Regions from separate parts of the Ovis aries genome. Here regions 1 and 3 are each linked to region 2. Evidence: chromatin contacts called from public Hi-C data. All regions are on one chromosome and are shown on one strand. Each heading gives the region's core, a stretch centred on a gene start, on an enhancer-like site or on the middle of the called end of the contact. The rest is flanking DNA. Distances are from core to core; before and after follow the strand shown.

Region 1 (3,718 bases), core at 493-2,992, 150 kb before region 2:
CCTCTCTTTGCTTCAGTATCTATTTGATAGGAAGGATAACAGTGGTATCTGTTTCATAGATATTGTTCTCATAGTCAATATTCCTAAAGCCATTGAAACAGCACCTGGTTCGTGTTAAGCCTCGTAGGACTGTATTTATTTTCATCATCTCCAGCACTGGCCTCGAGCTACCTAGAAGGTTATATCATTTAATCTCCCGTTTAACCGAGGAAGGAACACGTTTGCCGGCTCACCACAGCCTGTGCCAGCTTTGTCTTCTGGACCCGTACACAATACGTCTGTTCTTTCTTCTGCTTTGGAGACAGCTTCTAAGTTGCTCACTGAGTATTCCTTCTGCTTTCTTAGAACCTATAGTTGTAGATTTCAGGGCGATTCGACCAAAGGCTCCGTCAGGGATGTTGTGGCCACGTGTCACCCAAGAGGCTGAGGTCGGTGCGGCTGGTTTGCAGCAAGACCTGGCCTGGTTCCACACCTGCTGGGGTATCCCTTGGACTGATGATTCTACTAAGGCACTGGTGCAAGCGAGTGCTGTAAAGAAATAAAATTTACCATTTCCCCTCTTCCTTTGTGATGCCTTAAACATAGTGGCATTTCATAAAGGATTCGAAGAGAGAGTGCTTTTTGAACTTGACGGCGCTTCGCGTCTGTTTGTTCTTCCCTTCCTCATGATGCCCATCGGGTTCTGTTTCTGGAACACCAATTGCCCACGTTTGTTGTAGTGTCTGTTGGATGACTGTCCACTCAAAAAGGGACGTGTCAGCTTCCTACTAACGTAACTACCGCCATCCTAGGGGCACAAACTTCCTTTCCATGCAGCCCTAGAGGGGAAGGTCAGGACTCTGTTGGATATTGTTTAGGGTCCTTTTCCAGGTATGTGTTTTTGGGGAGAACAAAACCTGTTAGTTGTTTCCTAGCCGGTCAGGTCTTGGAAAGGCCCAAACACTGAGTGTGTTCCATGCACCTTGTTGAACTTTGTTCTGCCTGGGTCTGTCGCCTGGCCCCCCAGCCTCCTCACGGCCTCATAAGTGACAAGACGCTGCGGTATCTGTCTTTAGAGACGGCAGCTCTGAACAGGAGTTAGCTCAGGGGCTGCAAATATGCTAGCCTCCTTTCTTTCCCCTTCGAGGAGGCAGAGATGCATCTGAGAGAAGGTGGAAGTGTGTGGGGGGGGAAGGGGGAGTGAGAGCGAGGCTGGGGGTGGGGAGGAAAGGAGGAACAACTGTAAAAAATGTTAATTTATTAATCACTGAATATATAGCAGTTCATCTGAAATGCTGTTGCTATGCCAACACCCTGGGAGTTTATTTTCTTAATCCAAGAGAGGAGCTCTCAGTCCCCTGCTCCCCTGCTGTGTCATTTGAATTTGCTGCTGCCACCGCTGCCATCCCGGTATCTGTTTTAAAAAGTGCTGGGGGGGTGGAGGTGTGGGGGAAGGGGGGAGTGTGTGGAGGGGAACTGGGCTGAACCACCAAAGCAGTCATATGCAAAGCAGCAAGAGGCCTTTCTCCGTACGACTTAGTAAAAATGACACAAATTAATATACTCTACTTAAACCAGACCAAGATTAATGGTTCTCTTTCAGTGCAGCTTAGCCCAACTGTCACTCGACAGGCGTTTGTCGGACAAAATCAACACTAATCAACATTTATTCGTCTCTTGCCCTTGGGTCTGAGGCGCGCGAGCGGGCTGCACCGTCCTCCCGCGCGGCTCGCCACGCTTTTCACCCTCCATCCAGCTGCTCCATACATCACCCTTCCTCCTGGTGCCGCTCCTCGGACGGATCCACACACTCAGCTATCAGGGTACATTAGGGGCATGATAGATTTTCTGTTTTAATTTACATCTATTATATTACAACATAACAGATTTTGATTCAGGCGAGACCAGTGTCTCCTATAGCCAGACTCCTTGGGAGGATTTCTGCATTAACTTATTAAGGTTCGTTAGGATGCTGCTTCAAATAGGCTCCTTCTCTCTCTTTCCCCGCCCCCCTTTCTCTCTAACATGCTCAGTAAAGATGTCTGGGTGCACCTTATTCACAAGCACAGCTCATTCTTTTCAGACTTGGCTTCCTGCACTGGGTCACATGAGGCTGGCTGGGTTCCTCCCTTACTTTCTGATTGGACTTTGATCAGCCAACAGTGGGAGCTGTGAGCTCCTTTCCGTGCTCGGGTTAATGGGCTCTGACAAATCTGGTGGCCTGGAGTCACTGGGCACCCCCTCCCAGGCTTCAGTCTTAGCCCCTAACATCTTTTTTTTTTTTTTAATCTCTTTTTCCTTTTGATCTCAGTTACAGTTATATTTTATTTTTACTGAAACACAGGCCTATAGAGACGGGGGGAAAAAGCAAACAAAATTGGTTGAGCTAACTAAGAAAAGGTAGCTGCAAGGGTGGCTGAAGGAGTGGATCTGAGTGACTGCTTGCCTTTCTCTGTGACCATCTTGGAAACATCTCATTTCAGCTTGGAACACCAGGGATGAGGCCAGCTTGTTTCGAGCTGGTGTGTGGGATCTTACATTTATAGTTCCCTTGTAGAATTCCTTTCCACCTCATTTATGAAATCGGGTTTTTATTTTCATCCTCTCTCCTCTTCCTTTCACGAGTGCTGTAGCGTTGAGGACCTCTTTTATTTGGTGATCCAGGGTTCCACCATGATTTTGTGGTCAGACTAGAATGTTTTATGGCTGTTGACTAAGGCCACACTCAGCTCTAGCTATTGAGTCACCTGTTTGCTGGCTGTCGAGAAGAGAACAGAAATCCTCCCATCTGGTTGGGTCCTTTCACCCTGGTTACTTTCTGTGTGGACACCATGGCTTTGTCAGACGTCCAGGAAGGACTGTGGCTTTCTTCTCACATTGGCTGTAACGCTAGATCCTGGGCCGCTTAGAAGGCACAAGTGTTTTCTGCCAAGCCATTGATTCTGAACTGTGGTAAGGTTCCTTTTGTGGTCACAAATGCAGAGAAACCAGGGGCTGAGTTGGAAATGTGTGGTTTGTGTGTATTTGAGTGTGGCTGCCGAAGTGTACGATGTGTTGGGAGGAGAGCTTAGCGCTTTCATTTTGGTTTCTTATTACGTAGCAATAAAGTAAATGACGCTTAGTGTAACTTCGCACATAGAGAACTGTAGCTCAATTTGAGAAACGAAACTCCACCCACAGGAGTACTCAGTATCTTGAACTTGGGAAATGGACCTTGTTAATTTTAATGATGGGAAAAATTCTCTAGCAGGGACTGAGATGATGATGAAATACCAATAGGGTTATCACTTTGGATGATCTCACTGAATTCGGAGTAGAATCAGAATGATGCTTGGAGAATTTTCTAAAATCCTGGAAACAGATGTAGAAGGGAATACATATGCCCCCGATGGTATTAAGAGATGGATTGCCTGGTGGGCATAGCAGAACTTGTTTTCATTCTTCCCAAAGGGGCTGTTAGAAAAGTTAACACATTTAAAAGTTGAGTGAAAATAAAACTGAAAGAAAAATATACACGAGCGTGATTCTTGTGTGAGTCTAGCTTGAAAACAATGAAGCTGGGACGATAGGGGCTGTAGCCGAGGGCTGCTGAGTTCAAGTGCATGCTGGGACACCAACTTCCAGTGGGATTTGGCGCATCTGTTTCTTTATCACCCAAAGACAGGAAGTGGGCTAAGGGCGTCCTGTTATACGGTGGGCAGCTATTTGGCTTGAACAATAAGTTCATGATTTTGGCTTT
Region 2 (3,944 bases), core at 1,425-3,924:
CTCAGAGATCTCTGCCTGCCCTGGACGGTCTCCACTAAGGTGGTCACTGGTTCTCCCATGCTCACCAGAAACTCTGACTGGCAACCATCTCTCAGGCTGGCTTGTAAAATTCAAAAAATCAAATTGTTAGTCATTTCCCTTTGTTGGATAGACAGACTCTTTTCAAAATGCACAAAACACCTTTTTCATCAAACAAACGAGAAGGTTGGTACTGGAAAATATCAGGACACAGTACCTTAAGCTTCAAACCACTGACATCAGATTTTGGTCCCGTTCAGAAGAATCAAAATATGTCATAGTTGTTTTGCAGCAGAAGCTTGGAATTTATGATTTGTGAGTGCAGTTGTGCTTGTGGGAAATGAAAGAAACTAGAGGAAGTATTAGAGGGTATGTGTCCACCGGGATTTCTGCTTGCTTTCCACCTACTCTGGCAACTTGATGTGCTCACTCTGAAGGAACTGGAGGAGTCTAACCCTGGGCTTCTTGGAAATCTCAGCGTCCACCCCATTCCCGGCTCCTTCGAGGTGCTCAGTTAGTGATTTTTTGAGTGAACTGAGCGTTCCGCAGAGGGCTCCTTTGGGTAACATGGTATGCATAGCCCCTTCCCTGGGGGCCACTGTCAGCCCTCCTAGGAATTCCTCCCCAGGTACCAGTCACATGCCAGGCCTTCCCCAACACTCAGAGCCTTCATCATGGATAATGTTGGCTTGCTGGGGACATGCCAGGCTGTGGGTTCTGAGGCTCTAGCTTAATGACAGTGTAGATTTGACAGATTTTTGAAGTGGGGTGGAAGAGGTGACAGAGGGAAAGGGCCTCTAACAGAAGGTAACTCTGGTCCAAACTATAACTGGACCAGAGGGAGAAAGAGCGAATATCTAAGGAGCTGACTGCCTTACAAACAGTGAACTGACACAGGGGTCATTGGAGAGCTCATCCTGCAGGCTTCCCTCCTGCACTCTTTCTCATACATTAGGAGATGCTCAAATAGGTCCTCACTGCACTCTTTCTCATACATTAGGAGATGCTCAAATAGGTCCTCAGTGCCAGAGGCTCTGTGAGGTCATGGGGGGATACATAGGTGGAGGACAGGTCATCACAGCCTTTCAGAAGCTCGCAGCCTTGCTGGCGAGGTGGCAGGTGTGACGGTGGTGGCTCTGAGATATGCTGTGTCTGTGGTGTGCTGCTACTGCTGCTAAGTCGCTTCAGTCGTGTCTGACTCTGTGCGACCCCATAGACGGCAGCCCACCAGGCTCCCCCGTCCCTGGGATTCTCCAGGCAAGAACACTGGAGTGGGTTGCCATTTCCTTCTCCAATGCATGAAAGAGAAAAGTGAAAGTGAAGTCGCTCAGTCGTGTCCAACTCTTAGCGACCCCATGGACTGCAGCCCAGCAGGCTCCTCCATCCATGGGATTTGCCAGGCAAGAGCACTGGAGTGGGGTGCCATCACCTTCTCCATGTCTGTGGTGTAGATAGCGTTAATACTTGCTTGGTGGCTCAGTGGCAAGGGCAGTCATTTCTAGCTATTATCTATCTGGGTAGGTTTCTTGGAGATTTCAAATGGAGATTTGAAATAGGATGAGATTGCGGTAAGTGGGTTTTTCTGAGAGAGAAGAGGGCATTCTATCACAAGGCTCAATGGCTCTAATCATGATGGTCCTATTGGCAGAAAGAAGTAGTTGAAGAAGACCAGGAAATTTTAAGGAAATCAAGAGGTCAGTAGAAAGAACTTCCTCCCTTCTTCAACTTGTGCCTGGTTGCTTTCTGTCTTGCACGTCAGCCACAACCTGAGCAACAAAAGACATTGTGTGCATGTGTGTGTATACACGCACACATACACAGAATTGAAAGCACATCCACCCGATTACCACTGGTGACAGAATCCTAATGTTAGAGTAAAGGATAAAGTGTGTAAGAGTTAAAGACCTAGATTCTAGTTGTAGCTTGTCCCATCTGCTTTGGTTTTGGGGAAATTACTCTGCCTTTGTAATCTTCAGTTACCTGCTATCTAAGTTTGTAATATGACTTCATGTTCCATAAGGTGATACAATTCATTGTGCACAGGTACTTTCTGAACAAATAAAACATCTAACTGTGATATTTTCAGGAGGCAGGCACTTTGCTCTATTTCTAAAAAATGCAAGGACAGCGTATTTTTGTCCCATACTTCTGTCCAAAGTTCTGCCCCCTGGAAGATGGCAGAGCAGGGTTTGCTGAGTCTGGGAGAGCTTCACTATCCCAGCTTTTCTGGTCATATGTATTGAAGACCAGTTCGTAGACTGGAAAATCTGCATGGAGGTTCAGTCTTGTGCCTTCGAATCAAGCAAAGAAATTGGCCAGAAAGCATGAGGGCCCCCATCCTGGGAACACCTCATGCCCTTTCCCTAACCGCCTGTCTGCTTGTGTGCTAAGTCGCTCAGTCACGTCCAACTCTTTGCGACCCTTTGGACTGCAGCTCTCCAGGCTCCTCTGTCCACAGGATTCTCCAGGCAAGAATACTGGAGTGGGTTGTCATGCCCTCCTCTAGGGGATCTTCCTGACCCAGGGATCGAACCTATGTCTCTTATGTCTCCTGCACTGGCAGGCAGGTTCTTTACCGGTAGCACCACCCTGGGAAGCCCCCAAAAAACCACCTGTCTGTTGACTGTCCATCATCTCTCTCTGTCAGCCCAGCTTTGGGTCCCTGAACTGCTGTCCAGATTTGAAGACGACCCTCTCAGTAGATAAGCTGTCTTCCTGTGCTGCCTGCTGCACCCCTGGAAGCATGAATCTCAGCAGGGGCACTTACCCGGGCACTAAAAAACCTGGGGACTGAAAACAGCGGCCCACCTAGCACAACCGGTCCTTGGTGAAGAAAGAGTGCCCTCTAGTGGGCTTTGTGTGGAGCTGCTCTGGATCGGTGTCAGGGCTCAGCCAAGGACAAAACAACCCGCTTGCTGCCCTCCTGCCAAGGATCTTGAAGCTGCCTTTGGGTTTGGTTTGTTTTTCTCCGCGTGTGAAGAAACAAAGAAAGACCAGCAGGAGATCAGTTGTGAGAGCAGCCCTGACTGTGCTGTGACAGCCTTCTTATCTTGGGCGGTTCACCAGAGAGTTAACCCCAGGGCCAGTGATGGCAGCAAGGTAGATGGTGACATCGGATGCTTTTTAAAGGGCCTGTGACAATTTCTGTGTACGTCACTCACCTGTCTTGACCAGTCTCTTACATGAGGGGTTAGATCTGTGAGAAGGAAACTCCTTTAAGAATGATGACCGAAAGGGTTAAATATATTATTGCGTGACCCTCTTTGCAGAGCAAATCCACTGCAGTTGATTTTATTTTTGGCAATGGAAGTGTACAAATCTCTGTATTAAAATCCTGTATGTACTGATATAAACAGGGGTTTTTTTCCCTTTAAACCCGAGTAAAAGCTGTTGGGCTGGGGAGCAAAGAGGGGGGGAGGCGAGGGAGGCTGCGGGGCGCCCATCAGGGAAGCAGGAACCTGATCACATGTGATGGTTGCTGGATTAGGTAACAGCTCCGCTGGTTGAAATTGGATCTTGGAGGATGAGTGTTAACATCTCTGGTGTCCTGGTGAAAGGTTCATTTGAGACTTGCGTGGTGCCACAGAGATAAAAAAAGGAGCTTTTAAATAATCATTTTGTCTCCTATTTGGCAGAGTGCTGGCTTCAAGCAGTAAATAGGTAGCATCACTTTGGCTTAGACATATCGGCCTTTTCATTTATTTATTTAATGTTGGTGGGATTTTTTTTTTTTAACTCACTAGCTGAACAGCCTTCTGTATCAGTGAATCCCAACGCCCGTCTTTATAGTGGTACATTCAGATCCTCTCCTTCTGGGCAGAGATCTGTCCATGCCGGGTTTTTACGGGTCCATCCGGGCCTCGTCGCAGCACACATGCATAGCCCAAGACCCTCAGAACCAGAATCTCCTGTGTTAGATAGTAGAA
Region 3 (4,173 bases), core at 703-3,202, 230 kb before region 2:
TAACTTCATCACAATAACTTCAGCACATTGTCAAGTATGTGCTAACTCATGTTCACTGTGATTGATATGTGATTTGAAGAGTATTAGTGTTGATTAAAAAACCCATTTAACAAGTTAGGGTATGTATGTGGATAGAACAGTTGTTTCAAGTCCTATGACATCTGAATTGCAATTAACACTCCCTGCTGCATGCCCCCACGCCAAAGAATACCAAGGAGCTTGAGAAGTGCTCAGCTCCTTATCTTGCAAAACTTGTTTTTTTTGGTATTGATTGGGAAGGAAGTTGGACTGATGAAAAGAATAACATTTTAGTTGAGGATCTCAACACATCTGATGAGGTTACAATCTATTTTGCAGATGAAGTACACTTAGGTCTGTAGAAGTTCAATGCATTTCCTTTGGCTACACTGTCATCCAGGAAGAGGACTATCTACACAGTATAATATTTTATATTCCAAAACACTATACTTGCCTTTTCCGAAACAATTCATATGCTCTTTTATCTTGTGGCCACCGTGACTCAGTCAGAGTTCTCTCTTACATGCCAGATGTTAAGACAGGAGGCAAACTGATGGTACCTCTACCTAGAGTAACAGAATTGAACTTTAGCTGTGAGTTTCTTACTAGGATTTTCCCCTGATTTTATTTAATTTTTTTTTCATTCTCTCCTACTTATTTTTAATTTGGGTCAGTGTGTTTCAATGTGTGTATTATTTTAAGCATCTTAAAAAACATCGAAAATAGCATCGAAAGGGAAATAAATCCCATTTCCAACATGATGAGTACATAACTAATTTTTACACTATTTATACATTTCTGTTAGATGGAGACACTCCTTCCTTGACACTTAATAACTATGGGACTCAGAGAAGTTATTTAACAGTTTGAAGTTCCCTCCCTGTAAAGTGGAACTAATAATCCATAACTCTCAGAAATGTCTTGGGGATGACTCATGCAAATTACTTGGTGCATAGTAGGCATTCAATGTCAGTTTGCTCTTTATTCCAGTTAATAATGCTTATTAAACTATATTAAAAACTAGAACCAGACTGTGATAATGCATTTCTTTATTAAGTACTTAAGCCAAATAACTAATTTCCCCCAGGGAGAAAAGAAAGAGAGATGTTGAATTAGTTTCATTTGGTCAACTTATTTATTAGTCTTTTTTTCAGCATTATTTAGTTTAACAGTCCATAATTTAGTTTCCATGCAACCAAAATGTTACGGTTCAGTATTCCTTTTAGCTCTATTGTGATTGTTCTTTTTAATCTATTTTTACATATGCCATTTATTAGAGATCATTATTAATTATATTAACAGCTCGATTGTGTTTCATAACAACTTCGTGCTGACAAACTTTGGCTCACAACAGTTTCCCTAAGGTCTAACGAATTAAAAAGATCAACTTTTAAACGGCAATGTTACAGGAAAAAAAAAAAACCCGGTTGCAGGGGAGACCCACACTGTCTATATTCTTTCGTGTTAATTTTATACGTTTGTATTTAAGTAGAGCCACATTTTTCTAAAGGACGGAATCCAAGTGAGGCAGGAAGGAAAAGTGGGAACGTACTAACCGAGCCGGCGCTACGGTATCATTGCACCTTTAAGGACTGGAGACTCGGTGTTAGCTCGGCCTCCTTCCCAGCCCACCTCTGAACTCTGATTGACAGGGCGCCGGGCGAGGAGGAGCCGAAGGAGGCCGAGGAGGAGGCGCAGGGAGGAAAGTAGAGGGAGGAGGGGCCTGTCTTTTCTCCAATGACCAATCAGGGGAGGGGGCGGGGCTACGAGTGCCCTCCTCTCTCCTTCCCTCCCCCGCCTCCTGGCTTCCCCGCCTCCCTCCTCCCCCCTTTCCTCGGCCCCCTCCTCTCTCCTCCTCGTCCTCCTCCTCCTTCTCCTCCTCCTCTCAGGCTGTGGTTTTTCTGTATATGTTTCTGGAGTCCTGAGCCTGAGCTAAACAAAAGCAGGAGGCTGACGGGGCTGCTGGAGTTTGCAGAGACACGGAGGAGGAGAGATTCTGTGCTCTGCCTTGCCGCCGTGGCTGGGGGAGATCTGGCTTTTGCAACAGCCCACCCCCTTTGAGATCACTCTGGCCCGGAGTGGGGGTGGGGGGTAGCGGGGGGTGGGGGGGGGGAAAGTTTGCATTGCAATCCCCCAGCCTTCCTCTCCTTTCTCCCGGCCAATGCATATTTGCAAAAGGATTAAGCCACAGATTTAAGCGCCGGGAGCCCATTTCTGCCTTGCAAAGGAGACGGACTGAAAAACCAAAAGCCAGCTCTGATTTCTTTTCGTCAAGTGGGAAGGTGGTTTATTTTCCTTGCTTTTTTTGGAGTCAACACCCGTCCCCACCAGTCCTTATCCCCACCCTCACCCCGCAACCCCTTCACGCCCCCCTCCCCCTCCCCACTCCCCATCCTCCCACCATCCTCTAAAGAGGCAAAGGGATTTTTTTTTTTTTCTTTTGGTCTTCTTTTTTCCCCCTTCTCTGTTTATCCTGAAAAGGATTTGAAGACAGCTTGAAGGATAAAAAGCCTTGGTGCTTCCCAGGAGCCGAGCCGAGGAGCAGAAGAGGAAGAGCCGGGGGCTGCCGTTGCCTTTGGAGATGGACGAGCAGCCCAGGCTGATGCATTCCCATGCTGGGGTCGGGATGGCCGGACACCCCGGCCTGTCCCAGCACTTGCAGGATGGGGCCGGAGGGACCGAGGGGGAGGGCGGGAGGAAGCAGGACATTGGAGACATTTTACAGCAAATTATGACCATCACAGACCAGAGTTTGGATGAGGCGCAGGCCAGGTGAGATGGAGGCTTTTCTTTTCCTTTCTTGGGGTTTTTTGTTTTTCTCCCTCTCGCTGGGGGAAACAATGGGAACCGAATCACCACAGCGCTTTCTTTTTAAATGTTATTCCTTGGCCCATTTTGACGAGCAACTATATGGCGGAGGAGTAAAATTTGAAGGAGCGTTGTTATCGAAAGTGCAATCTCCCATGCGGTGATGTGGCTGTCTGTATGTATATTTTCATATATTGTGTATGTGTGAATATAGAGATCTTCATATATATCCACACAAACACTCAGGCAAGCCGAAAATACTGCCAACTGATCCAAAAGCGGCCCTCGGCACTTTTTACTGCTTTAAAAAAGTATCAGAGAGAGCAGAATTGTCAAGTTTTGAACAGCATTGCATGTCTTCTTGTTGAGGGGCTCCGTAACATTACAAAATAAAATGTCCCATGAACACTTTATTTGCAAATATAGTTGACTCCTTACGTAAATCAGAAGCTTTGAATTTTCTGTGTGGACGTACTCCTCTAAAATTAATTTTTATCTTTCCCCCTTTCCATATTAAAAAAAAAAAAGCAGAGTAATTCTTTGTCAGGAGTTGTCAGCCATCCAGAAAATATTTTGCATTCATTTAATTGTTTCAAAAAGGCTGATGTAAAGAAGAGATAGTGTTGCTTTTAAACATGTTTGTTCGGTTTTAGAGACTCGGATATGTAGTGTAACTTTATTGTCTCTTATTTTGAGAGGGTTACTACCCTTCTGTGGCACAGAATGTATGGTTCTTTAAAAAGGGGTGGCGGGGGGGAATCAAGCATACTCTTTTTCCCATGCTTCTTTCAGGACCTCTTAGATGCTAGTAAAATAGAAATGAAGGCAAATGTGTATTTTATATATTTCCATCCTATAGGACACAAAGATCTTCATTAAGGAAGCACTATAAAGAAGCTGTGTAGCTTCTCAGTTAATCCACTGCCAAGTATATAGTTCTCCACTCTAGGATTTTACAGTAAATTCTCTTTTAAAAAAACAAAACATAAACTAAATGGCAACCCACCAACTGCTTGCCCAAGGCCGATCTTGAAAAGAAGAATTTAAGACACTCTAATGGCCACATATGTCTTTCCAGTTACCCAGCTTTATTAAATCTCAGAAGTAGCTGGTTTTTTAAGTAATATGTACACAGTTTCTCTACCTCACAAGACTTAGTTCTATGAAGAAGACATTATTATATGTATTTTTGTTTCAGAGAAATGGGAATTTGAATTGAGAAAATGAGAAGAAGCAATTTCAAGGATGATAGAATTACACTCTTATTTTAACTGTAAGCACATGCAACATGTAAACTCAAAAGTCCTGAGGTTTATGGGTGCTTGAAAACTTGGAAAGGTTCAGAGA

What was found. Hi-C and Micro-C count contacts between places; a contact is called where the count stands out from the background.
Region 1: a Hi-C map of hypothalamus shows a contact between it and region 2, with 2.3 times the contacts expected there. The contact joins two enhancer-like sites. A contact is called at or near these places in 5 of 16 Hi-C or Micro-C datasets (hypothalamus, omental adipose tissue, skin fibroblasts and 1 more).
Region 3: a Hi-C map of hypothalamus shows a contact between it and region 2, with 4 times the contacts expected there. The contact joins the promoter of PBX1 here to the enhancer-like site in region 2. A contact is called at or near these places in 2 of 16 Hi-C or Micro-C datasets (hypothalamus and tail adipose tissue).

Annotation. Positions count from the first base shown.
Region 1 is chr1:116,581,214-116,584,931 of ARS-UI_Ramb_v3.0, forward strand. All of the region lies in intron 2 of PBX1 (PBX homeobox 1), which reads left to right. Among named protein-coding and RNA genes, the nearest start is that of PBX1, 76 kb to the left of the region's middle. Within about 2 kb of position 1,743, at least 12 of the 54 cell types and tissues checked have an H3K27ac peak or open chromatin away from gene starts, as enhancers often do. A contact at or near this core is called in hypothalamus, where this site is marked.
Region 2 is chr1:116,733,362-116,737,305 of ARS-UI_Ramb_v3.0, forward strand. All of the region lies in intron 2 of PBX1 (PBX homeobox 1), which reads left to right. Among named protein-coding and RNA genes, the nearest start is that of PBX1, 230 kb to the left of the region's middle. Within about 2 kb of position 2,675, at least 18 of the 54 cell types and tissues checked have an H3K27ac peak or open chromatin away from gene starts, as enhancers often do. A contact at or near this core is called in hypothalamus, where this site is marked.
Region 3 is chr1:116,504,829-116,509,001 of ARS-UI_Ramb_v3.0, forward strand. It overlaps PBX1 (PBX homeobox 1), which reads left to right and starts at 1,953. Exons shown (of 8, transcript XM_042257206.1): 1 at 1,953-2,790. The coding sequence starts at 2,600.